Linked DNA regions of Mus musculus: regions 2, 3, 4, 5, 6 and 7 are each linked to region 1. Evidence: chromatin contacts called from public ChIA-PET and HiChIP or PLAC-seq data. All regions are on one chromosome and are shown on one strand. Each heading gives the region's core, a stretch centred on a gene start, on an enhancer-like site or on the middle of the called end of the contact. The rest is flanking DNA. Distances are from core to core; before and after follow the strand shown. Region 1 holds the start of Bcl6 (B cell leukemia/lymphoma 6). Region 2 overlaps Lpp (LIM domain containing preferred translocation partner in lipoma). Region 3 holds the start of Eif4a2 (eukaryotic translation initiation factor 4A2). Region 4 overlaps Lpp (LIM domain containing preferred translocation partner in lipoma). Region 5 holds the start of C730014E05Rik (RIKEN cDNA C730014E05 gene). Region 6 overlaps Lpp (LIM domain containing preferred translocation partner in lipoma). Region 7 overlaps Lpp (LIM domain containing preferred translocation partner in lipoma).

Region 1 (3,860 bases), core at 653-3,152:
TATACAGGCAACGCAACCCGCAGTTCTCAAGACATTTAACGTTCACTGTTTCCGGCAGGGGTGGCCTCCAGCTCCCACTGCCCCCCAGGCAGCCCATTTCCTAGGTTCCAACTCTCAACCCACTCCCTCCCCGGGCCGCCGCCGCCGCTTTTCCCCATTCCTACTCCCTCCCTTGAGGAGAGCCACAGGTTGCAAATCCAACCAACCTCGCAATCTGTTTTTGCAAAATCACTCACAAAGATCTCCCTATCGCACCCGCTCCTCCCGTCCGGGGTCCCCCAGCAGGAATCACAAAGTACCCCTTCTTCCCTCCCTGATCTTGCAAATCAGGAACGCAGGCTGGGGCTCTGTTTTTCTTCCTTCTCCCAAAATAAGGACCTTGGGAATCTGAAGAGTGGCTATCGCTATACCCAGGGCCACTTTTTTTTTTTTTTTTTTTTTTAAACACAGCTTGCACCAAGGGGGAAAAATGAAATTAAATTTAGGAAAGGGAGGGAACTACCGCTGAGAGCCAACGCAGTCACGCAGCACCCAAAATACAAACACCGCGGCCGCCAGAAATCCCGCCACCTCTCCGGAGCTCCGGGCTGGCTGGCCAAGACCCCCCCGGGTCCCGCACGCTGAAAGCGCCGCAGGTGCAAAAAAAACAAAAAACAAAAAACAAAAAAACCGCGCACCCCTCTCCCACCCTCCCCCAAAATCCCTGTCCCGCCTTCAAGCCTCCTTCCTCGGGCTGGGCAGACCGAGCGCACCCGGGTTCCCGACTGCCTCGACTCCAACCAAGAAAGAGTAATTTTCAAAGTATTCAACGTCCCCGCCCCCCGTGCAAGCGAAGCCTTCCCAAAACACTGTCTCTCCTTGGGAAGATCACGGCTCTCAAAGGAAACTGCAGACACGATACTTCATCTGGCTTTATGACCAAAAAGAAAAGGGAAAATAAAACAACCAGCCGAGGAGTTGGCTTGCATTCCCCCCGCTGACTCCCGGCTCGGGTGCAAGGCAGGGACTGTGCGGGGCCGGGGCCGGGGCCGGGGCCGGTGGACGGCCGCCAACGCGGGCACCGGGAGAACTGAGCGGGGAGGGAGGCAGCGGCGGGGAAGGCAGTTTGCAAGCGAGCAGAGAAAGCAAGCCAAGCCGCGCGAAGCCGGCGGGGCCGCCGCGGTCCGCCCTCCCAGGCCGCGCAACCCAGCGCCCGCCGCCCCGCGCCCCTGCGTCTCCAAACACCGAAACAACACCGGGCAGGGCGGCACAGCCTCCCCGAGGCGGCCGAGGCGCTCCAAGACAGCAAAAAAAAAAAAAAAAAAAAAAAAAAAAGAAGAAGAAGAAGAAGAAGAAGAAGAAGAAGAAGAATACGTATGCGAAAAGCTAGATCCTACAGTGGGAGAGACGTGGGGCTGATCTTCGGCATTTATTTTAACACCTGACAGCTAGAATCAATAAATAGATACATTTATATCAATAGATACACATAGGAAACTTGGAGCCAAAGCATTTGGCAAAAGCGGAAAAAAAAAGAATTAAAAGGTAAAATAATGATCATGAGCAGCGGCGGCGGCAGCGGCACCAGCGGCAACAGCGGCGGCGGCGGCAGCGGCAGCGGCGGCGGCAGCAACAGCAATAATCACCTGGTGTCCGGCCTTTCCTAGAAACTTCTTGCATCACCACTTCTAAGAACCCCAGTTCTAAGAATCAACAGAGCTCAATTCTCGGAATTTGAGCTGCGGGCTTTACCATTGCTCCGCAGCAGGGGAGGACTCGGTGGCAGCGGCGCGCTCCGCAGCGCCCTCCCGGCCGGCAGAATGCCTCGGGGCCGCGCCGCTCGCCGCCCTATAGTGCGGATCGTGGTTCCCGCAGCACCGCCGCCCGGAACACCGGGGGTCCCGAGGCGGGCGCGCGCGGCTACAAGGCGACCCTCCCTGCCCCGGGCCACCGATGGAACCGCCCGCTCCGCCGCCGTCACGTGGGCTCCGTGACGTCGGCGTCTTCGCTGTAGCAAAGCTCGGCCTCTGGAATTCTGAGAACTAATTTGCTATTCGGTGACATAAGAGGGAGAGTGCGCTTTGCTTTCCCGGGGTCTGGGGCTAATTCTTCCTCTCCTACCCATAAACTCGGCTCCTCGAGCTAAATACACAAAAGGGAGCGAGAGAGTTGAGCCGTTAGAACAAGTGTGTTAGAGGCAGGTTTAGAGAGACGAGGGAGGGAGAAAACAATAAATACCACAGCTCCTTCCAGCTAGAGTATTAGGCACCACGAGAAAAATATTTGCCAAGCAGTTTTCGGTGGGTTCATTTGTTTTCTTTTTATTTGGGACAATTATGTTGGGGCGGGGGGGGGGTCCTTTGGGGATGGTGGCTTGGGATGCTCCTGTTGTATTTTAATGATTTAGGTGGGGTTTTTTTTCCGCTTCTGATTTTTGCCTTTTGCAAGTTTGTGGTGTTATGTAAATCGTCGGGACTGTCATTCGTTGGTTTTATTGTCTCCCTGCGTTCTCGCTTTCTCTCTCTCTCTCTCTCTATCTCTCTCTCTCTCTAAAGGTGCAATATTTCAACCTAATACCATTGACAGAAGCTTACATTTTTGGCCACATATGACAGCCCCAACCTCCAACACCACCACCGCTCCCCGCCCGCCCCCCCCGCCCGCCCCCCAGCCGCCCTTGGTACAATTTCCTTTTCCTCTTGGACTTTTGCTGAAGCTTTCCTGCACTTGAAAGAGATGTAAAAGGATTTGGATTGGTTTGGTTTGTTTCTTTCCAGGACAGCGAGTGGTGGGTTTACTCTGTTACTGTTGACTCTCAGGAAATTTCTTGATGCTAGAAATGTGTGTGTGGGTACGTGTAATGTTTGCCTGTTACAACATTCTGTGAAGCCAAATACATGTTTGTATTTTGCTATTTTCTTAAGGTCTTGAACATTCCCCCCACCCTTTTTTTTAAACCCCCACTGGGTTCGTTTCAAGGTCGTCGGGAGAAAGGAAAAAAAATCTCTTCAGTATGTGTTGAAGGGATCAGCCTGAGGGAATTCTAAAGGCCTGGCTGCCAGGATCACAGATACTGCGCGTATTGAGTACAGGCTGTGCTACACTAGGCGCACTGCTCGCAGCCGGGTCCTCTAGGCTTTGGAGCAGAGCTGAGGGGAGGAGAGGAGCGGAATCTTTCTTTCCCTTCTTTCTTCCTTTATTTTAAAAGGTGAATACAGGGCAGACTCCTTTCACGGTGGGCCCTGGGTTATGTGTTCATAGCTGCAGTTTCCTTATTTAAATGTTGGTCGGGGTTTTTGCCCTCCTACTCATCCCTGGATGAGTGAGACTCTTGTTTCTTTTATGTCTGTCTCTTGCAAGAAGGGTGTGAGCTAAATAATATTCAGATTCCTTAAGAACTAGAATGAACTCAAAGTGTTTGGAGCAAAAGACTCTTTCAAAGGTCAGGCTGTTCTGGGCTTTAGCTGTGAAAGTCCTTCAAGTGGCTCGTTAAATCACAGAGGGGTTTTCAAGCATTCGCAAAATATCTCCACATATTAATTTCTAATGAATACTTGTGGACCACAACCCTAAACGTGGGCTTAAAAATAGAGATGCAAGCAGAGTTCTGGAAGACTGCTGGCTTGTGGGGTACAGAGGACTGGTCCTATGAGAAGTTTTTGCTGTGCTGTTGTTGGAGTACCACCACTTCAAAAGATGATGTCACAGGTTTTAGAACTGGGGGAGTCGAGGAAGGAGCTGGTTGTTTTCTGTGAGGGTTGGAACTTAGAAAATCCGTTGTCTGTCCCTGAGAAATCTGAATGCTTTAATACGTATTGGCAGATGGATTACTGCAGTCTCGGTGGAAAAGCCTGTCTTGTGAAGGATTTTTGAGGAATACA
Region 2 (3,860 bases), core at 535-3,034, 890 kb after region 1:
TATTATAACATGCATATAGGCATGTATGTTTAAGGCCTAAGACATATATCCACTTTGTTACATGGCAGTGTTTTATTGGTTGGTCTTCTGTAGAAACCCTCCTTGCCCTGCCTTGGGCCCAGGGCTGCAGCCTAGTTCCTCCCTCCTCACAGGTCAGTAGGTCCAGACTGCCAGTGTTCTCACTTGCTCCATGACTGTGTGTCTTCCATCTTTCCCCTAATACAGAATTCCCCACTTGGTTTTCAAAGCCTGAGTCCACACTTTCCCTTCTAAATCTGCCCTGATTGGATCTATATGTTATGTAACAACTGTGTGCCCATGAGCTCTAGAGAAGGCAAAGGCCAGGTCCCATTCATCTTTCTCTTCTCGGTGAGTTCCAATGCCTGCTCTGTGCAGTAATCACTTGACACTTGTTTATGTGGATATTCACATTCTGTGTTACCTGTTCCAGCTACATGTTAAGATTCGTTGCCATTTGCCCAAGAACTGTTCTATTAAAACATTTTCAATTTTACTAGAAATTTAATGAGAATTCCTCTATTACTCTGTGAATTTTTACCAATCCAGTGTTCAAAGTTGTATGTGGAAAGCAGTGTCTCAGAGGGAAGCAATATGAAACACATGGAACATCTTTCAGGAGCCACATGACAAACCACAAGATTCAGATAAGAATGAAATTCCCTCTAAAAGCAGGCTTAGAGGCTGGGCACAGGATCCTGATAAGGTAGCAGGGAGCCAATGGATTCAGGCTTTGAAAGCTAGCTGGGAAATTCCATGTATGTGTAAAAGGGAGAAAGCCTTTTACCAAGCCATGCATGAAGGTTACTGCTGTCTCTGCTAGGCTGCCACATAAGTAGGTCAATAAATAGTTCATTCAAGTATAACTTTAGTACCTATTCTAAATGGTTTAGAATCTTTTGAATAAGCATGAATTTAAAAAAAAAGAACCCTCTAATATATTGTTCCAAGATTTTTAGCTCAGCAAATCTCTTCTACAATCTTTTGGAGTTGGCAAGTTCCTCAGAAGCTATCCTAAGGATAGTGGTGGTATAGACAAGACAGACGAAGGGGCTCATCACTGCCCTTCATGCCCCCTCTCCTTATTGCTTTAGTGGACAGTAGGACCACCTAGTCCTCAGGATCCATCCTCAGAGCACTGCTGGAAGACCTCTCCATCTTCCTTGATCAGGTACTGATTTACAAAAGCAAGAGTTTGGCCAGCCCATGTCTCCGATTCCCACTGCCTTGTTCTTGAAGTTGCTCTTCATGTTTCCCTCCAGCAAATCCCATGGGGAACCTCTGAAGTGCCTAAGTTACTCTTTAATAAATATCTCTCTTCTCTGAGGCACCATCCCTCCTAGTTGAACCACCTGCCACAAGCTAAATTATTCCTTAGTGTTTACACCTTGCGGATATTTATAGCCATCATCATGGCACCCCTTAGTCATCCTCCAGCCCCGGTGTGTTACATATATAGCTCTTTTAATCTTTCTACAAAGTCAGACTCCTCAGTCTCTTAATCACTTGTACCATCCTCTCTCTGGTGCCTATAAGAGAACAGTTTGAATATATCCCAGATGGCAAAAAATAACCCCAACATGTGGTAACTAGGGGGAGAAAACCACGGAGGAGATGAAAGGAGCAATCTCCAGGTTAATTAGTGGGGTGGCCGCAAATATGTGCACAGTTTGTTTCAGAAATAAAGCAAGCTGTATTTGTTGTAACTGTCTCCACTTTGAACTCAGTAGTATGTTGGTGGAGCCAAGCTGTGTTGATGGTCCAAACAGCCACTAAAGACCTTTGACTTTGTACTCCCTCTGTGTATCTCTTGCTTAAGATGGACTTCAAATAGGATCACATAGCGATACAAGAAAATATTACTAGTTTCTGTTTAGTTTTATGGCTTTACGTGGTTTCTGAGCTTCATATAAGCTCAGTAAGGGAGGACCTTTGACTTGTCTCTCTCGTTATTAGGCACATGGGTATTAGTCATCTTATAAAATTAGCAGTGTTTACTGAATATGATAGCCTAAATAAGGAACAACTTCAGTACAAGAGTGATTGCTCAGAAATGCTCCACAGACAGCAGGAGAATATGGCCATTTCCAAGTTTGTTTTTTTATTAGATATTTTCTTCATTTACATTTCAAATGCTATCCCGAGAGTCCCCTATACCCTCCCCCCACCTGCTCCCCAACCCACCCACTCCCACTTTCATAATGTTTTGAAAGGCTATGCAGAAATGTCCACTAAGTGATTTTCTCCACACCTGATTCAGCCTTGATTCAGTTTATGTACTTATCTTACAAAATGTATCTTGGGTTGGAAAACTAAACTCTGAAGGAGTCCTTAGGAAAACCTCCCGATTCCTTTGGGGGAGGCTGCAGGATGTACCATCTGTAAGAAGAGTGTGCCTCAGCTGTATAAGAAAGGTAGCTGGCAAGGCATAGGAGTGCATGCTTTTAGTCACAGCACACAAAGTCCAGACAGCTTAAAGCAAAACCAGAGAAGAATGCTGCTTACTGGCTTGCCAGGAAAGGAACTTGCAACAGAAACAACATGTAGGAACGCTCTTCACTAGCTTGCTCAGTTCCTTTTCTTATACACACCAGACCCACCTGCCCAAGGATGGCACTGCCCATGGTGTGCTGGGTCCTCTAGCATCAGCCATTAATCAAGAAAATGCCTCATAGATATGCACACAGGCAAATCTGATGGAGATGGGTCCCTCAACCGAGATTTCCTCTTCTCAGAAATGCATGTCTAAGTTTGTGTTGAGATGACAGAAGGTATTGCAGGAAGGTACCTGAGGATGGGCCTGAAGTCAGCCTCTTCATTAAGTTCCTGTATTGAGTTTTTGCCTTGGCTTCCTTTGATGATACACTGTAAACTCTAAGGTGAGATAAGACCTCTCCTCCCCAAATGCCTCTTGGTCATATGGTGACCACAGCAACAGAACACACAGCAGAGAGGATGTGACCAGCCTCCATCTGTGACTCCTAGGAAATTTTCCTTTTCCCAGAGTCTCACGTGGTCCAGAAAGTGTTCCTTCTGGCCCAGCCATGCCCCTCCTATAGAATTGTATGCTTTCTTCTGCAGATGTCTCTAATGTTCTTTCAGGCTGATCAACTCTGACAGTTTCTTCGTGTTTTCTTTTACCAAGCATTTGTCTGCAGCTTAGAAGATATGAGTCTCACCAGAGTTCATTAGAATAGATTTTAGGCTTTAATATTTGTAACTGAGCAGTTCTGCCAGTCTGAAGGTAGCCAAGGACAACCATTTCCTCTCACACACAAAGTAAGGTTGTGAAGGGACTTTTTCTCTGAATGAAGGAGGGGAAGAGGAAAGTAGAAGCCTTCTCATGTTTTATTCAAATGTTAACAAAGAAATCGAGAAGTGTGTTTCCTTAAAATTGACACCATTTTTATCCCAAATGTTCCGGTGAGTGATAGTGGGTATGGCAGGCAGTCACAGCAGGGGGAGCTTTCTCCAGGAGCTCAGTCCCCGTGGGAAGCATTACCTCCAAGTAATACACTAATCGCTTTGAATCCTGCATATTTTCACATACTGTGTGCATACATACGGATATTAATAACTGTTCCCTAGACGTCACTTCAGCACTTGGAGAGCTCAGTGTTGCTAAGCAAGTGCTGGAGATGGAATCAGATGCAGATGGCAGTTCAGCAGAGAGGATTTTACAGAGACGCATGAGGAGAAAGGACGGAGGTGCTGACTCCATCCCCATGGATCTTTGAGTTCTGAGGTGATCAGCTTGTGTGAGCTATGCCTGATATTCATCCACCCACTGCACTGAGATTATAAATGGCATTGCTAGTGCTTAAAGGTACTTACCTCAGAAT
Region 3 (3,860 bases), core at 936-3,435, 880 kb before region 1:
GTATAACTGGTCTCACACATTCCAAGATTATTAAGGAACATTTATATTTATATAAACATTCATTCATTTACTTTTGAGATACAGTTTCTCTGTGTAGCCCTGGCTGTTCTGGAATTTGCTCTGTAGGCCAGGTTGGCCTCAAATTCAGAGATCCCACTGCTTGCACCTCTACCTCTGCCTCACAAGTGCTGGGGTTAAAGGCTTGCACCACCACTGCCTGGCCACTAAGAGTATTTATAGTTAACTTTGATAAGGCTACTTTCAGATGATAGCTGAGTATCCTTATATTGGTGTCAACTCCATCTATACAGACTTACAAAACCTTAAGAATCTATGCTTTATTTTTAGCTCATGAGTTACTTGGTGCTATTTATGCTGTGAGAACAGGATAAGCACAGTGTTTACTGGAAACACCTCATGGGGGATGGAGACTTTGATTTATTATCTTCTAATTTATTATTATTATTATTGTCATTTTTTTCCAAGACTGGGTTTCACTATGTACCTCTGACTGTCCACTATGTAGACCAGGCTGGCCTTGAAACTCATAGAGATCCATCTGCCTCCATGAGTGCTGGGATTAAAGACATGTGTGACCATACTCAGACTATACTTTTTAAATACAAAATGTCTTCCACAGTTATAGTCTAAAGGTTAGCCTTAAATATTTCCTCTTAAGGGACTTAGGAAAATCCTCAGGGCATGTAATGACAGTACTAACCATAACGAAAACATCTGTTAGGCACATGTAGTCTTCCTCAGAAAAACTGAACTTTGTTGAGTTTCTTAGATCAGGAAGTATTATTTATTTTTATTTTTATGGCAACTTTGAAAGAGACTCTACACAGGATGGCCAATCCATTTTGTCACTCACTCACTTGTCCCTTGAGGCAAGGTCTCATTATATAGCCCTTGCTGGCCTGAACCCTCTAAGACTTGCAGGGATCCACGAGCCTCCACTTCCTGAGTGCTAGGGTTAAAAGTCCATGTCACCACACCCGGTCTCTATTTTGTCATCATTTTGTAACAGTTTCTGACACAATAACTTCCAAATAAGTACAGGTTTTATTTTTGAGTAAGGATAGCACATAGGGCTGGCAAGATGATTCAATGCTGGCCTTAGGGCATGCTGACCTAAGTTCCATCCCCAGGACCCACTTGTGGGATCCAAGTAGTAGGAGACGAATCAACTCCTAAGAGTCGTCCGTTGACTTCCACGCGCTGAGGTGCACACTCAATAAATAAACAAATACAATTTAATCTAATTTAATCTTTTTAGAGCCAAATACTTTTCGTAAATTACCAAACTGAGCCTTTTCCTTCTCTGGTTAGTCAGTCTTTGGTCTTCTGAATTAATGAGAAAAATTTTTGAGTGTTCAGGATACTTTCATATTTTAAAATTCAAGGATTAAATATCTTATATTTTTTTGCAAGGGGCTCGAGTTGTGGCTGACTGGAAACGTCTAGGCTTATGCAGCCATGCAAGTTTATTACGAGCAATACGAACTATATTGTCTCAATTTCAGTAAGGCAATATTAGATGATTAAAATCGTTTTTGTTTTTTGTTTTTGTTTTGTTTTACCAGAAGAGACAATCAGCTCTTGAAGTGCTAGGGCTGAGTCTGCCAGAAGCACCCATTTACATTTCTGTGTTACAAAGAATGACAGGTCCTTTGCACAAGTTGGTAGTGATTCTATCAGTCATTTCTCGCACCTGTTAGGTTGAAATTATTAGCATTATTTTTTAAGCCAGAGCTGAAGACGACCGACCAGAAAGAGATGAAAATCGAATCACCACCCTAGGGACATCTGTTAATGATACTACACACTGTGCTTCTCGTCTTACAAAAATAGAACTGCAAACTGGATTTCCTAGGATGTGCTGGGTGGCCGACATTTTCCGTGGCAGGGGTTTCACACGTTCCAGATCTGAATGGATATTAAATGGCTGGGCGAAATGCCAGGTAGCCCTTTCCTGTCACATTAAACAGCAGTGAGAACGGGCGGGGTAACCCTATTCTGTTCCGGCACGGAACGCGGTGGCTCGGACCAAGGGCACGCTGACGCGCAGGTAGCCCGGAGCTGCGTCCTGGAGACGCCGCCCGCCAGCGAACAGCGCCACCGGCTTCCGCCCTAAGCGCCCAGGGCTCCGCCGGCCTCTGCGGCAGGGCCGCGGAAACCCCGTAGGAGCAGGGCGGCCGAGGAGCGCGGCGCGCGGTCGCGCTGCTGCAATATTCTTCCGCCGAAAGCAAAGAGTCCCAGACCCGTTCCCGATTCGTGGATCTCCGGGAACGCTGTAATACCAAGTAATAGTGAAATGTGGATTTTGTCATCGACTCCTGTAGGGCTTCACCTCCGGTAACAAACTCCAGGAGTACAATTTTGTGGCTTCCGAAAGGGGAATAAGGAAATTCCTCCGCGAGAAACGGGTTCCGGCCGCGAGCCTATAAAAAACGGGCGGCGCCGTCCGCCTGTCTTTTCAGTCGGGCGCTGAGTGGGTTTTCGGATCATGTCTGGTGGCTCCGCGGATTACAACAGGTACGGCGCTCCCGGGGCGGCCGGTGGCCTGTAGTCAAGGTCACTAGGACCCGCGTTGAGGTGGGTTGCTTGGCGGCCACACTGCAGGTATGCGGGCTTTTTCTTAGGGCACACACTTCTCCTTGTGCCCTTCGAGAAGCTTCCATGATGGTAAGACTCCAGATGTTGGGGAGACAGGACGGATACAAGAACGGAGTATTAAGGATGCCCTTTCTTAGGACACATTGTGACATCTTGGCTGCTGCCCCTCCCCGTACGGGATATGGCAAGCGGAGCCGTGGCGCAGACTGCTTAGGGGCGGGTAACCGGGACCCGAAGGTTTATTGGCGGCCAGTGGCGCGAGCTGGCGTTCTTAGGGTTCTGTCGAGATGGGAGATTGGACGGCCAGGGGACGATCACCCTGGACCGTGAAACGGAGCGACGGAGCCGTTGGCATGGACCTGCCTGGGCCTTTCGGCGTCAATCACGCCGGCTTGCGCAGAGTTAGGGGCGGAGCTCGGCGCGCGGAGCACTCGCGAGAGCTTCGCTTCCCAAGCGGGAGGGCCTGGTCCTAGGGCACTGAGTAAAGGGGCGTCTATACTTAGGGGTCCAAGTCCCAAGCTGTTGGGGAGGGCGAATGGCGCTTCGCAGCATTGCGGCCGGTTTTGAGGCGTTTTCAGCAGAGCACAGGGGCGCGGAGGGGAATGAGGTACGGGGTGGAAGGGCCCTTTAAGGGTCTCTGCGTGGCTTGGAAGCAGTATGTCTAACTGCAGTGTTGTTGTCAGCAGAGAACATGGCGGCCCAGAGGGAATGGACCCCGATGGTGTCATCGAGGTAAGGAGTGGGTGTGGACGTTAAAGGTTTGGAAAGGTACATTTTTTTTTCATGTCTTATTCATAGTTTCATTATTAACTTACAGAGCAACTGGAATGAAATTGTTGATAACTTTGATGATATGAATTTAAAGGAGTCCCTTCTTCGAGGCATCTATGCATATGGTTTTGAGAAGCCTTCAGCTATTCAGCAAAGAGCTATTATCCCTTGTATTAAAGGTAAAACTCTATTGCCGTTAGGATAAGTGCTCTGCACATACATGGACCGGAAAAGGGAAAGTGACCTTTGGGGAAGTACTAGCACCTGATTGTATTCCTTAAAGTGAAATGATGGCAAATCATCTTTCGGGACTGACCTGAAATGAAGAGAATACTCTTGCTGATCACTTATGTGGGCGTAACTTTATGTTCCAACTGGAATACATGGTGTATAGTAGAAGTAACGATTTGATGTGGGATCGGTAAATATGTATCCTACTTTTTTTAGGGTATGATGTGATTGCTCAAGCT
Region 4 (3,860 bases), core at 554-3,053, 870 kb after region 1:
GCCTTTAAAGATGGAGACATTTCTTGTCCATTTTTCTCCATTTAGCACAAAATCAGCCCTTAATAACTGATGACCATTTATGGAACACTGATTATGGACTAAGCACTTTATTAAATACTTTAGTAATAGATCATGCTTCATCATGCCGGCATAGTAGGTAGTCACTCAGATCTAGTATATGGGTGAAAAAGCCAGTGCTAAGACAGTTCTAAACCTGGACCAAGGTCACACAGATTGTTAGGAGGCTTTCTAAGGGAAGTCTCTGTTCTGACTTGCTTAACAAGTAAGTGTTTCTAATGGAGCCACTTGTCCTCATAGCTATAATGTTCTACAGGATTCTGCCATCAGTACCATATACTACTGTACTTTCTGTCAGTCACATGGTTATCCAAGGAATATCAAACCAAGATTGTTGGAATGGAAAGGGTCCAGACTTTTTGGGTTCTAAGCATGAAGAGTAAGAATCATCCAAGGGAGCAACATTTTCATGAGACAAAGCTATGTGCCCATATGCGCTGTACATGTATAAGTCTGTATATAGAGAGATGATAGATAGACAGATGGCAGATAGATAGATAGATAGATAGATAGATAGATAGATAGATAGAAGATAGATAGATGATAGATAGATGATAGGTAGATAGATGATAGGTAGATAGGTAGAGAGATGATAGATAGAAAATTAAACAGACACAGATATCCTTAAGCCCATACCCACTGACAAATTTTAACTGACTATGGCATATTCTTAGTTATAATAGAATTAAAATCTAAGTTGAGAATTACTGATCAAGTTTCATCTTGTCACATCATAGACCCGAAGACAGAAACACACTGGCAACTACTTTCAGAAGGTCCTCTGTGACACATCTGTGTAAGGAACCCTGGTTCTATGACTTTCACTAATAGTGATTTTCATTTTTATTTCACAAAACGATATTTCTGGATTGCATCATGTCTTGCTTCATGGTTGCGGTGGAACATAAGCGAGCAGGCAGGGGTTTTTACTGTGTCTGGGGTCCCATGATAGATGTGTTGGTAAGGGAGGATGTGTTCACTGGTTTCTGCTGAGATTCACCTGTTCACTAATGACAGCTCCTCAGCACATTTTCATAGTGGTAGGTCCGTGGGCTGCATAGTTTTGTGTGTGTGTTTTCAATTTCAGTTCCTTTGATAACTGAGCAAATAACAGAGATGATGAAACCGAACAGAATTAATCTCCTAGATTGTGTGTCACTTCTCCTTTTCAGTGAGTCAGTACGTTTGGTAATGACACGGGAGATTAGAAGGTTGCAACGTGTGCCTCAGTGAATGCTTGTGGGAAACTCACTATTTGCCCATCACAGATTTATGTGGAGTGAATGAGAGTTTTACTGCACAGAATATCCAGGATGGAGAAAAGATAAATAAATTTGGAAGTCTTTGCCCTCAAGAAACTCATAGACTGTCACAGGTTAGACAACCAAAAATGTATAATAACCCTTTCCCTGTGAGGTATCTGTGCATATGACCAAAGGATGCCTTGGGACATGGAAAGCAGTGGTAGCTTAAGGGCTGATACCTGAGCTGCATCTGTAAGGAAAGACTCCCCCGGCCCCTGTAGAAAGGAGAAGAAAGGCATGATAAAATGAAGAACTTGGTAGAAAGGAAGGCAGGGAAAGTGTTCCCTCTTGAGATAGCAGAATGTCTTCAGCACTAACAGGGTGATGAGCCAGCAGTAGGGACGTGGAAGGCGAGACAGTCAGTGTTCAGCGAGGAGCTGGTCCATGCCACTAGATCTGTGCTTGATCCAGGAGAGAACAACTGTTCCTGTTGCCAAGTAGCACTGCTAGTGACTGAGATGATCTCACAGAGGCACCTCGTGGGGCAGAGTACAGACTTGCCAGGTGGAACAGAAAGATGGCATTGCTGTCTTTTACTCACGCTTCAAAACAGGAAGTGCCTAAGTAAGCAGCTTTTCGGATCAATGCAGCCATGCTTTACCTGCCCTTGGGTTCTTCCGCATCAGCAGGACTAGGGGCATACTGCTGCTGTGCAAAGATGCCACCAAATGCAACAGAAGGCAGATCACCCAATCTTTAGAAGTGGAAATGTATATACATCTAGATTTGAATGTTGCTTCCAAGTTTCAACAAAAAGGCAAGCTGTCAGAAAACCCCTCACATGTGTATTCTCAACTGAGTTCTTGTGGTTTTTTGGTCCTGGTGCCTACTGAAGAGTTTGTCTATGTTTACAATGGAAAAGACCTTGGGAGCCATCTCCAAATCTTGTTTGTTTGTTTGTTTGTTTGTTTTAATAAAACTAGAGAGAATGGCTCCAGCCATCATTGGGAGCACGCATGTGATCCTTCCATTCATGTGGAAGCCTGGCTTCCTTTTCATGCTGTTACTAATCAAGTGTTCATTAGTCATGAATTAGTGAGTTATCCCAAGGCATGCCTTGATATCACAGTCCCTGTTCACTCGCGCTTATTTAGTACAGTTTCCATTACCTAGAATATACTGTGGCTTACATATATTAAGTGAAAAATTCTAGAAAGAAACAGATTGTAAGGTTTGAATGGCATGTCATTGTGGGGAACATGCTGAAACCTCACACCGTCCTTCTTCATCCAGTCAGGACATGAGCATTCCCTGGGGCCTTTGCCTCACATGACACCTGTAGTAGCCCACTCTACCACTGCTGATACCAGGAAGGCAGTCGTACTGTCAGAAAGGGTATGGCCAGTAACTTTATTCCATGTAGATGTGGCCTCTGAATAAAACCAAAGGTGCTGCTGATTCAGACATGCCAGAGGCTGACAGCTGCTTCCAATAAGTGCAAGGTGAAACTACTCATGCTAATAGGAGAAGGGGGAAAACCCGAATGCTGAGACTGCTAAACTCTGCAGAAAACCGAATCTTAGTATCCAGGGAGAAAGTAATTCATGACGATGTTTCTATCTTGCCTTAAACTGCAAAAATTATGATCGCAGTGAGTAATAAATGATATAGTTCTGTACTATCAATGATTAGGGGCATCAAAGGGGACAGTCTCAGGATGAAAATGGGCACGTACTAGAGAAATAAGAAAGACAAAATAGCTAAATGTTTGGTAAGGATGTGTGATTGAATTTATCATCTATATGCTTGGTTCCCTCCACTTTTTATACTAAAAAAGATCTTTGTTCTTTATTTTTCTGAATTTCATATGTATGTACATATATGTGTGTGTGTGTGTGTATGCAACATTATCATTTCTGCACCCCATTTTTCTCCTTAAAACCCTTGTATACACCCCCCCCACACACAAGATGCCTTCCAACTTCATGTCTTTTTTTTTTTTTAAATTCATTCCAGTTAGTGCTGTGATATGTTCCCAGATGTGGGGAGACCATCCACTGGTATATGAGAAAACTACCAGCATCCATACCCTCCATAAAGACACACACACACACACACACACACACACACACACACACACACACACGGCCCAGCGACTATCTTGCAAGCTGTCTGTAGTTCCTCAGCATATCATGAGGCCCTGGGAAAGATGAGCTGATGATCTCCACTGCCCTTTCAAAGGGGCCTTAGGTTAGAAAGGGAGCTTGGCCCAGTTGAGACCCTTAGCCTTTCTCACTTCTTCTCACACTGGCTCAATAAAGTGGAGAAAGAATTTTATTGATGATGAAAATTGTATCAGTATTTTTTTTATGGTGCCCAAAACAATCAGCATTGTTTTATTGTTTTATTTTCCTATTGATACAGTAAATTACTACAAATGTGGGGCCTACAGCAACACATATTTGTTATCTCACTGAATGTATCAGAATTCAAGGTATTAGCAAGGCTCCATTACTTTCTTCAGCCCTCGGAAGCAGT
Region 5 (3,860 bases), core at 481-2,980, 810 kb before region 1:
TACATGAAATCAAGTTTTTCCTCACCAAATTGTTTTCCACTCTGGTACTGATCATGACAATAGAGAGAAAACCAAGACAATGACTTAATGTCTTTGGTGACCTTTAGGTAGATTCTTTGGAATGTATGAGCAGACCCCTAGTTTCCACCAAAGGGCTAAGAATGCTTTAAGCCTCTAAGGTCTCTAGCAGTTTCCCCTGCTCTGCTATAATGTGTTTGTTCAATGTATCCGTGCATCTATGGAATGTATCCCTGCATCTATGGAATGTATCCATCAGTATGTTTGAAGCTGTTACTTTACAACTTTCTTTGTCCAGTTGCTATAGAGGACCATGAAAATGCCACATCCCTGGAAAATGGTGATGATGATGTAGAGTTGCAGAAGTACTCTCCAAGAAGTCCTTGTCTGTGTCCAGCTCTTGACGCGTTGCCCTCTGTTTTCCTCTAGTTGTTTCAGAGTTTCAGGTCTTACATTAAAGTCGCTGGTCACCTTTGAGCCCAGTTTTGCATATTCTGAGAGACTGGCCTATGGTGTCTGACTTTCCAGAGCTCCCAGTGCCACTTGTTGAGGACTTTGTACTTTTCAGGTTTACATTTGGCACCTTTAGCAAGAACCACATAGCAGTAGCTGGATTGTCCTTGTTTTCCCTTGATCTGGTTTTGCGTCTGTACCGTGCCATTTTGTCACTGAAGTTCTATAATTAGAAGTCAGGTGTTATTCCTTCAATGTGGCTTTTGTTCAGTATTTCTTTGGCTATTTTGGGTCTTGTTTTTTTCATATGAACGTCAGGATCAATACTCTCTATTTTTATAAAGAATGTCATTTGGATTTTGATGGGGATGGCATTGTTTGTAGATTGCATTGAATATTATGACCATTTTAACAGTATCACTTATGTTTACTAATGAACATGACAGAACTTTCTTTTTTTTTTTTTTTTAATTTTATTTATTTTATTATTATATGTAAGTACACTGTAGCTGTCTTCAGACACACCAAAAGAGGGAGTCAGATTTCGTTACTGATGGTTGTGAGCCACCATGTGGTTGCTGGGATTCGAACTCTGGACCTTCGGAAGAGCAGTCGGGTGCTCTTACCCACTGAGCCATCTCACCAGCCCATGACAGAACTTTCTATCTCCCAGTGTTTTCATTATTATTGTGTGTGTGGTGTACGCATGTGTGTGTGGTGCATGTATAAGTGTTCCTGTGTATGTGCACCATTTGGAGTTTTGAGACAGGGCCTCTCACTGACTCTGAAGTTCGTACATCTGCCTAAGCTGGCGAGTTAGCCTTAGTGAAAGCATAAGAGAACAGTTCCTTCTTGTAGAAAGGCTCAATCAATCAATCTTAAAAAGAGAGAAAGGCCATGTCCCTACTGTTATCATAAAAAGACTAAGATATGATTTCCATTTATGAGGAGCGGATGTTCTAGGCCCCCACTCCAAGTCAGTCAGGAAGTCTTTGTATCAGAGGTACCGCTTGAAGGAGGAGGCGCTTACTAAACTGAGATGAGCAAGAGATAGCACCCACTCACAGAAGACCGTGGAGGAGAAGTTAAAAGCAGAGATGGGCTGATAAGGCAAAATGAGAAGTTCAGGGCAGCTTGTGGAAAAAGTGTTACAGAAAAAGCCAAACAGAAAGGCAACTGAACTGGCAAGGTTCAACGCACCACATTTCAGTACATATCTAGATATCAGTTTTTTGAGATAGAAAGCGAATAAACACTTTCTAAGCAGGAGCATCATAGGAGCACATGGGCACTGAGCTAAGGACACCTGCTGATACAGCTGATGCTCATAGGTCAGAGTTGGTATTGTTTGTCATTGGACTGGCAATGAAGACAGAAGCAGAGGTGGGTGAGTTCAAGAGAAAAGACTACATTAGAATGGTAACACTGGCATGTGGGGTTATAGGGTCCATTTCTCTGTCTCATCAGTTAAACTGCTGTTATTGTCAAGAGAAAGAGGGGAAGGTCATTGCGTGCTAGGTGGCTGTGAGTGACCCAGCCTCCACTCCAGAGAAACAGACATGGGTTTGGCCTCATCACTAGCCCGTCAAGTGAATCTTGAGAAACTGACATGTCTGTCAGTACAGGCAGGAACACATTCTGTGCTGTCCTTGCCACTTGGACAATCAGAGATAAAGGAAGATCACTTCCTCCTAGGAAGTCCACGGAAGTTCTTTGTGTCTTGCCTCTGCATTGAGGGGTACTGCCTTCAATGCACTTGTTGGTACCTTTGATTTTCATGTTGTATTTTGAGGTATTTTAATTTAGGGCTGTCTATATGTTGAAGGATAACATTATGGATAGTAGAGAGTGAGGTATTCAGCATTTATGTAACTTTGGGTCTTATGAAAATATCTTCTAAGGTTGAGAGATGTCTGTTGGTGAAGAACTTTTGGGAGTTGATCACAACTGATAAGCCCTTTCTCCTAATTATGTTATTTCTTATCCTTATTTTATGCTTGAGTCAATTACTGATTCCAAGAAAGAGACAGGAAGTGTGTGTGGCAGCATCCCTTGGCCAGATAACCAGAGGCACCATTCCCCTTGTGCTCTGGTCACAGACGCTGACTTCCTCCTTCATTGGGTAAACATCCTTTCCTTATCCCTGTTTTCCTTAAAGTCAGCACTTCCCTAACGTTTTCCTGTTCTGGAGAAAAGCCTTCCAGCAATCAAGTCAAATCAAACCAGAGAGGTTAGTAAGGATGGGCCATGGTGAGGAAATTTGAATTAGCAAATTTCCGAGTGCTTCTGGTCCTCAGCCTGCTATCTTTCCCTGCCCATAGGGCTGTCAGTGGAGACAGGACATCAATGAACAAGACTCTCCATGAAAGTAGCCACCCATAACCATATGGAAAAGGCAGCATTCTCCTCAAATGAAAGCAAACCTTAGGTCTAGAAATGCATGTTTCTTATCCAAGAATGCCTCTAATTAGTGTACTGCATTCCCCCAAATTAAAGGCTAAAACTGCCACAAAGTAAATGCCTGTTTGTTGCATTCTTATCTTTGGCAGCTTTTCTCTTAAGGACTTGACACCCTTCTGAAGAGAAGAGCAGTCCTAAATTTGATATCTATTCTCGTTTATTTTGTTCTGCTACCATAGAATCCCTGAGACTGGTTAGTTCATAGAAACACAAATTTATTTTTAACTGTTCTGGTATCTGGAGAATCCAAGACCAATGTGCCAGTGTTTTGTCAGGGTTTGGCCTCTGACTGTGGCATGGTCCTTTGAATATTGCATTCTCTAGATGGGAGGGCTGTTGTGCCTCAGCAGGTCAGACAGCTGAAGAGCAACGGCCATACCTCCTCCATCGCGACTTCTTTCTGTAGTGTCATGAATCAGTTCATGGGTATGGAACCCACAAGAGCCAAGGACCCCCATTAGGCCCCATCTCCAGACACTGCTGCGTTAGGGAACAGATTCTCAGCTCCCTGCTTTGGAGAACCACGCAGATTGCAGCATTGGCTGAGTGGATTTTTTCTCTTTAATTTAAATTTAATTATAAATTTTTATGTTTTGTTCTGAATGTTTCTGTTAAATTGTTCATGTTGTTATTTGCTATAATTTGAAATTTAGCATAAAAATTGATGATGGACTCAATCTGCCTGAATCGATAAAAATGTTAGTAATTTCAGTAATTTCCCTCTACGTTCCTATTTTTTTCTTGATTTCACTCTTTTTTCCATTTCTTGCCTCTGGCTAGGTATGTATAACTACATATGTAACCCTGGCTGACCTCATTCTGAGTGCTAGGATTACAAGTGTGGACCACCATGCCCGTCCTTCATTCCTTCCCTTTTCCCCTCACCCTCCTTTTTTTCTCGGTATGTAGCCCAGGCTCTCTCTCTCTCT
Region 6 (3,860 bases), core at 399-2,898, 800 kb after region 1:
CTTGGTTCTTGAACTGCATGAGAGAGAGAGAGAGAGAGAGAGAGAGAGAGAGAGAGAGAGAGAGAGAGAGAGAGAGAGGGAGGGAGGGGTAGGGGGGGGGAGGAGAGAGATATGAGTGCTTGAGCTCAGCAATTCTCTGCTCCCCAGTTGATGCAGTGTGACCAGCTGCCTCATGCTCCTCTGGCTGGAACTTCCCTTCTGTGATGCACTGTAATCTCAGACTGTGAACTACAAACCCTTTCTCCTCTTAGTTGTTTTCGTCACAGTATTTATCACAGCCATGGAAAAGATAACTAACACAGGTGTCCGACCTTGGAGTCTTGTCCCACTAGCGGATCATCTAGGAAAGCTGTGCTATGTGGCATGCGTATGTTGTAAAAGCCTGAAAAGGAATTCCCCAGATACTTTCATTAGAAAAGTAGTCAGTTGTGAATTCCTCCAAAAGAAACCAGATTCCTTAAATACATTTTTTGGTACAGTATTAAAAGCCTAGGAGTTTATAATTAAAGCTTCAACTCTTTATTTATTTCCATAGCTTGGGATTCTAAGCATATTGCAGAACATATCTGAACTATTGCTCCAAACCACTCAAAATTTGTACCAAATTAAGTGCTTATTCATGCACTGGGCTCTGTGTTTACACACACACACACACACACACACACACACACACACACACACAGAGAGAGAGAGAGAGAGAGAGAGAGAGAGAAGAGAAGAGAAGAGAAGAGAAGAGAAGAGAAGAGAAGAAGAGAAGAGAAGAGGAGAGAGAGAAAAACGCAAACAGAAAATAGTGCCAAGGCAGAGAGAGTGTTTAATATTTATAGTAAGATAGGATACTCTTACTAGGTATATATAGAGGAAAAGTTCCAATTTGATTTTTGAGCAAATGGAAGCCAGGAGAGGAGAATAAAAATTCACCTTCATGGTTGGCAAGAATGAAAGGTGTAGGTACCAGAAAAGGCTCTGGTCAAAGAGGACTATGGAAAATTGATTAACAAATCCCACCTTGCAGAAGACAATGTGTTACAAGACTCACATGTTCTATAGAGATTTGGAGAGGGTGGGCCTCTGAACACAGAAATGACTTACGCTGGGAATTAACATTCTTCTAGGTTTGGTGGAACCACTGAACTTAGTGGCTTCTCGGTGTAACAAAGCATTCTCAACTCTGCTAGCATATACCTTAACAAAAGTTCAGTCATCTCCCCGGGAGTATTTTATATTTTATTCCAAGTTGATACTTCTTAAATGTTTCTAAAATAGAATTTGTGGTTGAGCATTGCAAAATGCTATATATGTATAATGTGGAATAAAAAATTTTCAGAGTTTTGTTATGAGAAAGGAATCATAAAGGAAACTTTCTATGCTCAGTGAAAATAGTAAGCTATTGAGCACATTTATAACTCAGTAAGTGATAGTTCTCTTGAACCTTATGCTCAGTGGAAGTAGCCATTACTAGGTAACTATTAGTTTATGGGATTTAAAATTACCATGGAAACAAGGCCTGTGGGCTTCTCTGTGAGGAACTTTCTAGATAAGGTAAATGGAGGCTGAAAGACCCATCCTAATTGTGGGCAGCAGTATTGCAATAGGCTGGTCCTGGATTGAGCAAGAAGGAGCAGGCAGCACAAACATGCTCAGTTCCTGATTTAGAATAAAATGTGACCAACTGTCTGTAGCTCTAGCTGTCAGGACTGCCCACCAAGATGGACTGTACCCTCAAACTGTACCAAAAGAAGCCCTTCTCCCTTGAGTAGCTTTTGTCAGGATACCTTACTACAGCGTTAGGAAGTGGTAAATACAGAACAGGAACAGAGAAAGGTCAAAAACATTTCAGTTAGACAGTACTGGGTTCAAAATATGACTGTGCTTTCTATTAACTATGTACCTCTGAGTTGACCAACTCTCTTAATTTCAGCTTTCATATTTGCAAAAGGATAGAGTGGCACCTTCAGAATGGAATATAGTAAAGAATAAACAATAAATATATTTACACACAAAATCCACTACTGGCAAGTAGTGTAGCATGTGCAGTGGTTCCTTTAATGCTCCGAACATCATCCTAAAACTCGTGGTGTGATACCCAGTGTCTTCCAAAGCAAACCACTCCAGCCTTAGACGTTTAGGTTTAGAACTTCCCCCTAAAGCACAGTGGAATAGTAAAGAAAAAAAAAAAAAAGAAAGAAAGAAAGAAAGGAAAAGAAAAGAAAAGAAAAGAAGATACCATTTTCTGTATGACTTTCTTTAGAAATATTTCAGAAGAAATTTTCAAATCCTTGCAGTCTTTGCCTCACTTACATGGCCATTCCACAGCATCATCTATTTTCCATTGACAGTTCTGAGAGCCATATGTACTCAATGGCTCTCCCCTTGACTTGTGGCTTTACCAGTTCAGCAAGTTGAAGTTTACTAGGAGCCAAGTCCCAATAGGATCTGAGCCTTAGAAGCACAGTGACATCTTTGCTAACTTGCACTGTGCGTGCTGTGCTTTGAAATGGAAAGCTTATTGCCCTTCCTTGCTTGTCCATGAGAAAATATTTGTAGAACACCCCATTTAGAAGAAAAATGGTTTATACATTCTCTTCCTGATAGGATTAGGAGTCTGATCTTGCCCTGTCAGTTCTTGGCCCCACCTGCCAAGGAGAAGAAGGAGAAGGGGAGGGGCCTTGGAGGAAGAATTGTGGGAGGGGGTGACAGGAGGGGTAGCTGAGCAAGATGTAAAGTAAATAAGTAAAAATACTAAATTAAAAGTAAATAAAAGAAAGAAGAGATTAAAAATGACTTGCAAAGAATACTTAAAATAATTTATATTGGATTAATGAATGTAAACTCAAGTAAATTTGTAGGAAAATGTTTTATGACATTTTGGCTGTGATGAAATTAAAGTTAAGGTAGCCTACGATACCTTCTGAGTTTTACATTATATGCAGGGCCCACTTTAATCCAGAACAATTTCTTTCTTGATATCAGGTTTGTTGCCCAAAGTAAGTAGTATGGGTAGGATATGGTACTGCGCTTGGTCAGTGATCCAAGCATCAAGTCTTTCCTCAGTTTCCCTCAAGGTTTCACCTAAGATGTGTCAGTTGCTTGCCTGCAGTAGTGATATCATACAAAACCAATCCTAGAGTTATATATACTGAAAGAATCCTGGGGACTACAAATACAGTCCTACAGGCTAGCCCTTCAAAAATCAAAAATACTAATAATATTTTTTAATTGATTATATGGGGTCATATAAATTTACTTGATCTAATCTATAACTTTGTGAATGGCTTAAGGCAGAGTTGCTATAGTCTCAGTTTCACTAGTGAGCCTACTGACCTGGGGAATTAAAACTGTGCATGAAAGTAAAGATGTCCAAGTAGCCTTATCTCTGGTAACCTGGCTTGTTTCGAGCAATCACAAAATCGTTATCTTACACATTTAGCGAGCAGAAGCACCGGGCTGCCTAGAAACAGAAGCCTTACTACATCTGAAATCTCCCTTAGCCAGCTCCTTCTCTAATGCCCCATTTGATAAAGCCCCAAAATGAACAAAATGTTGTCTCCCACAAACCCAGAAAATCATTACAAAGCTGTGATGGTTTGAATACCATATTCTCTGCCATTTGAATCCTTGGTCCACCATTGGGGGTGACATTTGGGGTGTATAGGAGATATGGTCTTGTTGGAGGAAGTATTCACAGGAGGTGGAGCTTAAAGTCTGGTACCCTTTCTTAAGTATTCTCTCTGCCTCCTACTTTCTTTTGGAGATGAAGCTCTCAGATGCTTCAGCCATTATGCTAGCTGTTAGCTGCCATGCTGCCCCGCATGATTTGGTTGACTCTAATCCCGCTGGAAGCCTGAATAAACCATTCC
Region 7 (3,860 bases), core at 760-3,259, 740 kb after region 1:
GACTTGTATTCACATTTGAGTATACATGTTTGTATTACACAATAATGTGTTTAAAACATGAGAAGGCAATGCTTACTAATACTTGTAAGACTTGGGAGCATAGGATCCTTTCTCTGTACCTATACCTAACGATTCTATATTGTGCCATTTGCCATGTGTTTGGTTGCCATTCTGCGTGTATAGTTTTTATGGATATATTTCATAAATTTCTAAATAAGTGTTGTGTTAATGGGTGTAAAAATATGCCTGAGAAGAGCAGTCTATGAAGAGGAGTTTAAGTTCTTCATGGGTTGATTCTATTGCTTGGGACCTGTTATGATGGCAGAATAATATCATAGAGAGCACATGGAAAAATAACTGCTTGCTTCATATTTATGAAATGAAACTAGAGATGGAGCCTAAGGCCCAGCATGCCCGAACCAGTGCCTGCTCTCAAGCTATAACCTCATTCTGTATGCTCTGCTGTCCAGTGGCTCGCCTAGCAGCGCCATCCTTAGGAGCGTGCTGAATATATGCAGTGCTTTGGGACATTCTAGATCCAAACCATAGCATATTGTAGATGTATTAAATATGCAATTTAGCATATTTATTAATTTTATAAGAATCATTATGTGTGCCTTTATATATATATATATATATATACCCATTATACACATGTATATACATATTTAGATATATGCAGTTCGTATGGCTATATTTATAAAGATATAAACTATAATTTTATTCCTCTCTAGGTCTTTCCCTTCCTCTCTCCCCAGGTCTCTCTCTGCCTCCTTACCTCTCTACTCCTCTCTCTCTCCTCCTTTTCCTTCCTTCCTTTTTCTCTTCCTTCCTTCCTTCTTTCCTGCCTGCCTGCCTGCCTGCCTGCCTGCCTTCCTGCCTTCCTTCCTTCCTTCCTTCCTTCCTTCCTTCCTTCCTTCCTTCCTTCCTTTCTTCCTACTCTTCCTTCCCTCCCCTGTCCCTTTCTCCTTGCTTCCCTCCCTCCCTCCCTCCCTCCCTCCCTCTTTCCCTTCTTCCCTCTCTCCCTTCACTCTCTCTGTCTCTCTCCTCTTTCTTTCTTTCTTTCTTTCTTTCTTTCTTTCTTTCTTTCTTTCTTTCTTTCCCCCTTTCTTTCTAGAAAATCAGTCCCTTGTATCTTTCACAGCTGACACTGTGAAACCTAGATCTCAACTATAGTAAGGCTGAAAACTAAGGTGAGGTTTTTGCTTTAAAGGAAGTGGTTTGTCCTTGCATATATGAATCCTTGACCTAGTATGTTTAAAACAAAGGAATAGTTAGGATTCTAAATATGAATGTCAGCATTTGAGGAAATAGTTCTTTCTACTTCCCCAGAGATAACAGTTCCTGCTCCTTTCCCCTCCCCTTCTTTTCCTTCTCTCTTCCCCCCTCTCCCTCCCTCTCCCTCCATCCCCTTCTCTTCCCACATCCTTTCCTATTATGCTTTCACTTTTACTGGTTTGGCTTGTTTCTTCTCAGTCAGGGATGTTGCTCACCAGTACCTTAAGCTATTTTTTCTTCTCATTTTCTCTAAATATCGTCTATGGTGTGAGGTTTTTTTTTTTTTTTTTTTAACTTATTTCCTTCCTGGGACTCTTTCTGATAGATTTAAATACAGCTCCTGCAGCCCCTTCATACACTTTACCTGCTTTGATCAGTCCATGCTGCAGCAGTCCAGGCTAGCTCTGCAGCCACTTGTAGTGGGTCACGGTGTAGCAGAGTATACCACAGCTACCTGAGCCTTCAATGCCTGCAGCACAGGTTCAGCATTGGGGTATGTTTGGGATTAAGTAGATGTTCCTTCCAGGGCTCACTGAAGCTTCCATTACTATCATGAATGATCTTCCCTCTCTCTCAGTTCCAGCCCAGATGGAGTCTTGACTTTTCATAATTTATTCAGTGACATGCACTTCCTGTGTCTAATAGTCAATCACTTACCAAAGGGGGAGAGGTGATAAGAGAGTAAGAATAATTTTGTCATGATTCATAGGCACTTGGCCTTCACTGAGTATTACCAAAAAGCAGACAAGGCAGGCTCTGCTAACCAGCATTCCTACATGGATTCTTGTGGCCTGAGCAGTCTCTAAGCCATGCCAAAAGCATCCCTGAAGTATTTACAAGGAATATATTTCTGTGGATGGGGATGTACTCTAAGCCTTTTTGTGCAGAAATATGTAGAGGAAAGAACAAAAGGAGGAAAATAGGTAGGACGCCTGCATTTGAAACCTGGTTCTCACCAGTCTCAGCCCTAAGATGTCACAGCGCGCTCTTAAATCCTTTACTCTCTTTGTAAGTATTTCAATGCGGAAAAAAAAAAAGTATATTTGTCAGGAGTCTGTGATCAAGAAAAAAAGTTGGGAAAACTAAAGCAATTAATAAAAAATGGAAAAAAATGTCAATTAGTCAGGATCTAATTTTATTATTCTAAATATTATGGAGTTTAAAAAAAACAGAAGGAGGTAAGTGCTTAGCTTTAAAAGTTTTTGTCAACCATAGTGCTACTATGTAGCCATTGGCTAGAAAATGACAATTGTGGGTTTTTTTTTTTAAGCACTGTCCTGATATACTGTCCTGAAGAATGATGCTGTTGAAACAAAGTACTGTTCTCAATAAATTTCTTGTGTGTGTCTGTGTGTGTGTGTATATATATATATATGTATATATATATGTATATATATGTATATATAATATATATTATATATATATTATATATAAACACTATGTACTCATAAAGTTAATGTGTGTGTGTGTGTTCAAAACAATTTGCCTGATTTGGGGAGGAATTTTGTTTTTGAACTTGCTCCCCTTTGTTCTGTGGCACTTGGAGATTCATGCCCCCACCTTGTTGAAGCTGGTGGGAGATACATTCCTACATTCTTAGGAGGAAGTCATGGTTCTTTAAAAATATCTGGCCTATTTTTCTTACATGGTGAAAAATGTTAATGTAGTAGGAGAGCATATTAGTCTTGGGACACCAGTATATTTGTTATGATTTGTTTTCTACCCAAAGTCAAAGATCTACAGAAGCCCTCATAATGTCCCAGAGGTTTTGTCAAAGAAATAGAACCAGCCTGAGGTATGTATTGGGATTAGCTGTGAAGGATATCTGTGGACTGACTAGGAAAACAGAAGTCCACACAGTAGGGTGTTAAAAGCAGCAGGCTGGCTGACAACTGGTTCATTCAGGTCTTCCCAGACCATCACTTCCTTGAAGCCAGTTGATTGGATTTTAATGAAATCTAGATGCCTCCAATTCCTGTTTGGTCCCAGGGACAGTAAGCAAAAAATGGTGATCTTCCAACCTGAGATGAAAGAGAAACATTGCTTGTCCAAGAGTGACTGCCTGTTCTCAGTCTTTGTGGGGTTGGCTGTTGCCTCTTCTCCTTAGCCTTATTCTTACATTCTGCTTTTCGATGATAGCAATTGAACTAAAAGATTATCTTTTTTAAAATCTTTAATAACTTTTTAATTTAAATAGAATTACCTCATTTTCTTTTCCCTCTTCTTCTCCCAACTTCTCCCAGATAGCTACCCTCCAGCTACTTTCATGACCCATTATCAAATTGATCACGCCTTTTTATTTGATTATTACTCTTGCATACACACACAAGCATATATATGAAATCAAGACTATATGGATACATCTTGCTGAGTCCATATATTGTATTTTTTCTGTGTATAGAGTTTCATGGCTAACCACTTTTATTGAAGGGCTCACTCTGCGAGGTACTAATCCTCCCTCTGCTAGCAGCCTATAGATTTAGCCTTGGTGTAGAATCCTTTGAAAGTTTCCCTCTTCTACATGGCCATTAGAGCCCTTGTCGTGGTATTTGACTCTTAGAGTCTTTCTAACCCCTCTTCCT

What was found. ChIA-PET counts read pairs in DNA pulled down with a chosen protein or histone mark. HiChIP or PLAC-seq counts read pairs in DNA pulled down with a chosen protein or histone mark.
Region 2: a contact with region 1 is called in an H3K4me3 HiChIP or PLAC-seq map of bone marrow-derived macrophages, with 13 times the contacts expected there. The contact joins the enhancer-like site here to the promoter of Bcl6 in region 1. A contact is called at or near these places in 24 of 39 promoter capture datasets (the 3T3-L1 cell line, 3T3-L1-derived adipocytes, the C10 cell line and 16 more), 6 of 15 datasets of contacts at CTCF or cohesin (CD8 T cells, embryonic stem cells, large pre-B cells and 3 more), 53 of 484 Hi-C or Micro-C datasets (the 63-12 cell line, the AML12 cell line, the AtT-20 cell line and 29 more), 53 of 115 datasets of contacts at active chromatin or transcription factors (the 230-238 cell line, CD8 T cells, DN3 thymocytes and 37 more) and 5 of 9 other capture datasets (adipose tissue, embryonic stem cells, liver and 2 more).
Region 3: an RNA polymerase II ChIA-PET map of memory CD8 T cells shows a contact between it and region 1, with 94 read pairs. The contact joins the promoter of Eif4a2 here to the promoter of Bcl6 in region 1. A contact is called at or near these places in 1 of 39 promoter capture datasets (cranial neural crest), 4 of 115 datasets of contacts at active chromatin or transcription factors (effector CD8 T cells, embryonic stem cells, memory CD8 T cells and 1 more) and 2 of 9 other capture datasets (adipose tissue and liver).
Region 4: an H3K4me3 HiChIP or PLAC-seq map of bone marrow-derived macrophages shows a contact between it and region 1, with 16 times the contacts expected there. The contact joins the enhancer-like site here to the promoter of Bcl6 in region 1. A contact is called at or near these places in 22 of 39 promoter capture datasets (the 3T3-L1 cell line, 3T3-L1-derived adipocytes, the C10 cell line and 15 more), 3 of 15 datasets of contacts at CTCF or cohesin (embryonic stem cells, large pre-B cells and pro-B cells), 7 of 484 Hi-C or Micro-C datasets (the CH12 cell line, the HPC-7 cell line, bone marrow-derived macrophages and 4 more), 34 of 115 datasets of contacts at active chromatin or transcription factors (the 230-238 cell line, DN3 thymocytes, the NIH/3T3 cell line and 22 more) and 4 of 9 other capture datasets (adipose tissue, liver, macrophages and 1 more).
Region 5: an H3K27ac HiChIP or PLAC-seq map of regulatory T cell precursor shows a contact between it and region 1, with 4 times the contacts expected there. The contact joins the promoter of C730014E05Rik here to the promoter of Bcl6 in region 1. A contact is called at or near these places in 1 of 39 promoter capture datasets (the HPC-7 cell line), 2 of 484 Hi-C or Micro-C datasets (both in CD4 T cells) and 2 of 115 datasets of contacts at active chromatin or transcription factors (regulatory T cell precursor and thymic regulatory T cells).
Region 6: a contact with region 1 is called in an H3K4me3 HiChIP or PLAC-seq map of bone marrow-derived macrophages, with 14 times the contacts expected there. The contact joins the enhancer-like site here to the promoter of Bcl6 in region 1. A contact is called at or near these places in 17 of 39 promoter capture datasets (the 3T3-L1 cell line, 3T3-L1-derived adipocytes, the C10 cell line and 11 more), 2 of 15 datasets of contacts at CTCF or cohesin (embryonic stem cells and large pre-B cells), 13 of 484 Hi-C or Micro-C datasets (the AML12 cell line, B cells, bone marrow-derived macrophages and 9 more), 36 of 115 datasets of contacts at active chromatin or transcription factors (the 230-238 cell line, the NIH/3T3 cell line, the SCID.adh cell line and 28 more) and 4 of 9 other capture datasets (adipose tissue, embryonic stem cells, macrophages and 1 more).
Region 7: an H3K27ac HiChIP or PLAC-seq map of the NIH/3T3 cell line shows a contact between it and region 1, with 12 times the contacts expected there. The contact joins the enhancer-like site here to the promoter of Bcl6 in region 1. A contact is called at or near these places in 19 of 39 promoter capture datasets (the 3T3-L1 cell line, 3T3-L1-derived adipocytes, the C10 cell line and 15 more), 3 of 15 datasets of contacts at CTCF or cohesin (embryonic stem cells, large pre-B cells and pro-B cells), 39 of 484 Hi-C or Micro-C datasets (3T3-L1-derived adipocytes, B cells, the C2C12 cell line and 25 more), 44 of 115 datasets of contacts at active chromatin or transcription factors (the 230-238 cell line, the NIH/3T3 cell line, the SCID.adh cell line and 31 more) and 5 of 9 other capture datasets (adipose tissue, embryonic stem cells, liver and 2 more).

Annotation. Positions count from the first base shown.
Region 1 is chr16:23,986,950-23,990,809 of GRCm38.p6, forward strand. Bcl6 (B cell leukemia/lymphoma 6) reads right to left here and starts at 1,903. Exons shown (of 10, transcript NM_009744.4): 1 at 1,626-1,903. It overlaps Gm31527 (a long non-coding RNA gene), which reads left to right and starts at 1,318. Exons shown (of 2, transcript XR_384770.3): 1 at 1,318-2,279.
Region 2 is chr16:24,877,332-24,881,191 of GRCm38.p6, forward strand. The region is part of intron 9 of Lpp (LIM domain containing preferred translocation partner in lipoma); the gene reads left to right. Among named protein-coding and RNA genes, the nearest start is that of Gm22672, 4.9 kb to the right of the region's middle. Within about 2 kb of position 1,785, at least 35 of the 459 cell types and tissues checked have an H3K27ac peak or open chromatin away from gene starts, as enhancers often do. A contact at or near this core is called in the 63-12 cell line, the SCID.adh cell line, SST interneurons and 7 more, where this site is marked.
Region 3 is chr16:23,105,283-23,109,142 of GRCm38.p6, forward strand. Eif4a2 (eukaryotic translation initiation factor 4A2) reads left to right here and starts at 2,186. Exons shown (of 11, transcript NM_013506.3): 1 at 2,186-2,538; 2 at 3,306-3,351; 3 at 3,437-3,569; 4 at 3,838-3,860. The coding sequence starts at 2,510. Snord2 (small nucleolar RNA, C/D box 2) reads left to right here and starts at 3,671; the gene lies at 3,671-3,738.
Region 4 is chr16:24,858,753-24,862,612 of GRCm38.p6, forward strand. The region is part of intron 9 of Lpp (LIM domain containing preferred translocation partner in lipoma); the gene reads left to right. Among named protein-coding and RNA genes, the nearest start is that of Gm22672, 23 kb to the right of the region's middle. Within about 2 kb of position 1,804, at least 47 of the 459 cell types and tissues checked have an H3K27ac peak or open chromatin away from gene starts, as enhancers often do. A contact at or near this core is called in acute myeloid leukemia, bone marrow-derived macrophages, centrocytes and 2 more, where this site is marked.
Region 5 is chr16:23,173,550-23,177,409 of GRCm38.p6, forward strand. C730014E05Rik (RIKEN cDNA C730014E05 gene) reads left to right here and starts at 1,731. Exons shown (of 3, transcript NR_155420.1): 1 at 1,731-1,854.
Region 6 is chr16:24,784,238-24,788,097 of GRCm38.p6, forward strand. All of the region lies in intron 8 of Lpp (LIM domain containing preferred translocation partner in lipoma), which reads left to right. Among named protein-coding and RNA genes, the nearest start is that of Mir28a, 42 kb to the right of the region's middle. Within about 2 kb of position 1,649, at least 4 of the 459 cell types and tissues checked have an H3K27ac peak or open chromatin away from gene starts, as enhancers often do. A contact at or near this core is called in acute myeloid leukemia and bone marrow-derived macrophages, where this site is marked.
Region 7 is chr16:24,731,487-24,735,346 of GRCm38.p6, forward strand. All of the region lies in intron 7 of Lpp (LIM domain containing preferred translocation partner in lipoma), which reads left to right. Among named protein-coding and RNA genes, the nearest start is that of Mir28a, 94 kb to the right of the region's middle. Within about 2 kb of position 2,010, at least 49 of the 459 cell types and tissues checked have an H3K27ac peak or open chromatin away from gene starts, as enhancers often do. A contact at or near this core is called in the C2C12 cell line, the C3H10T1/2 cell line, the HL-1 cell line and 8 more, where this site is marked.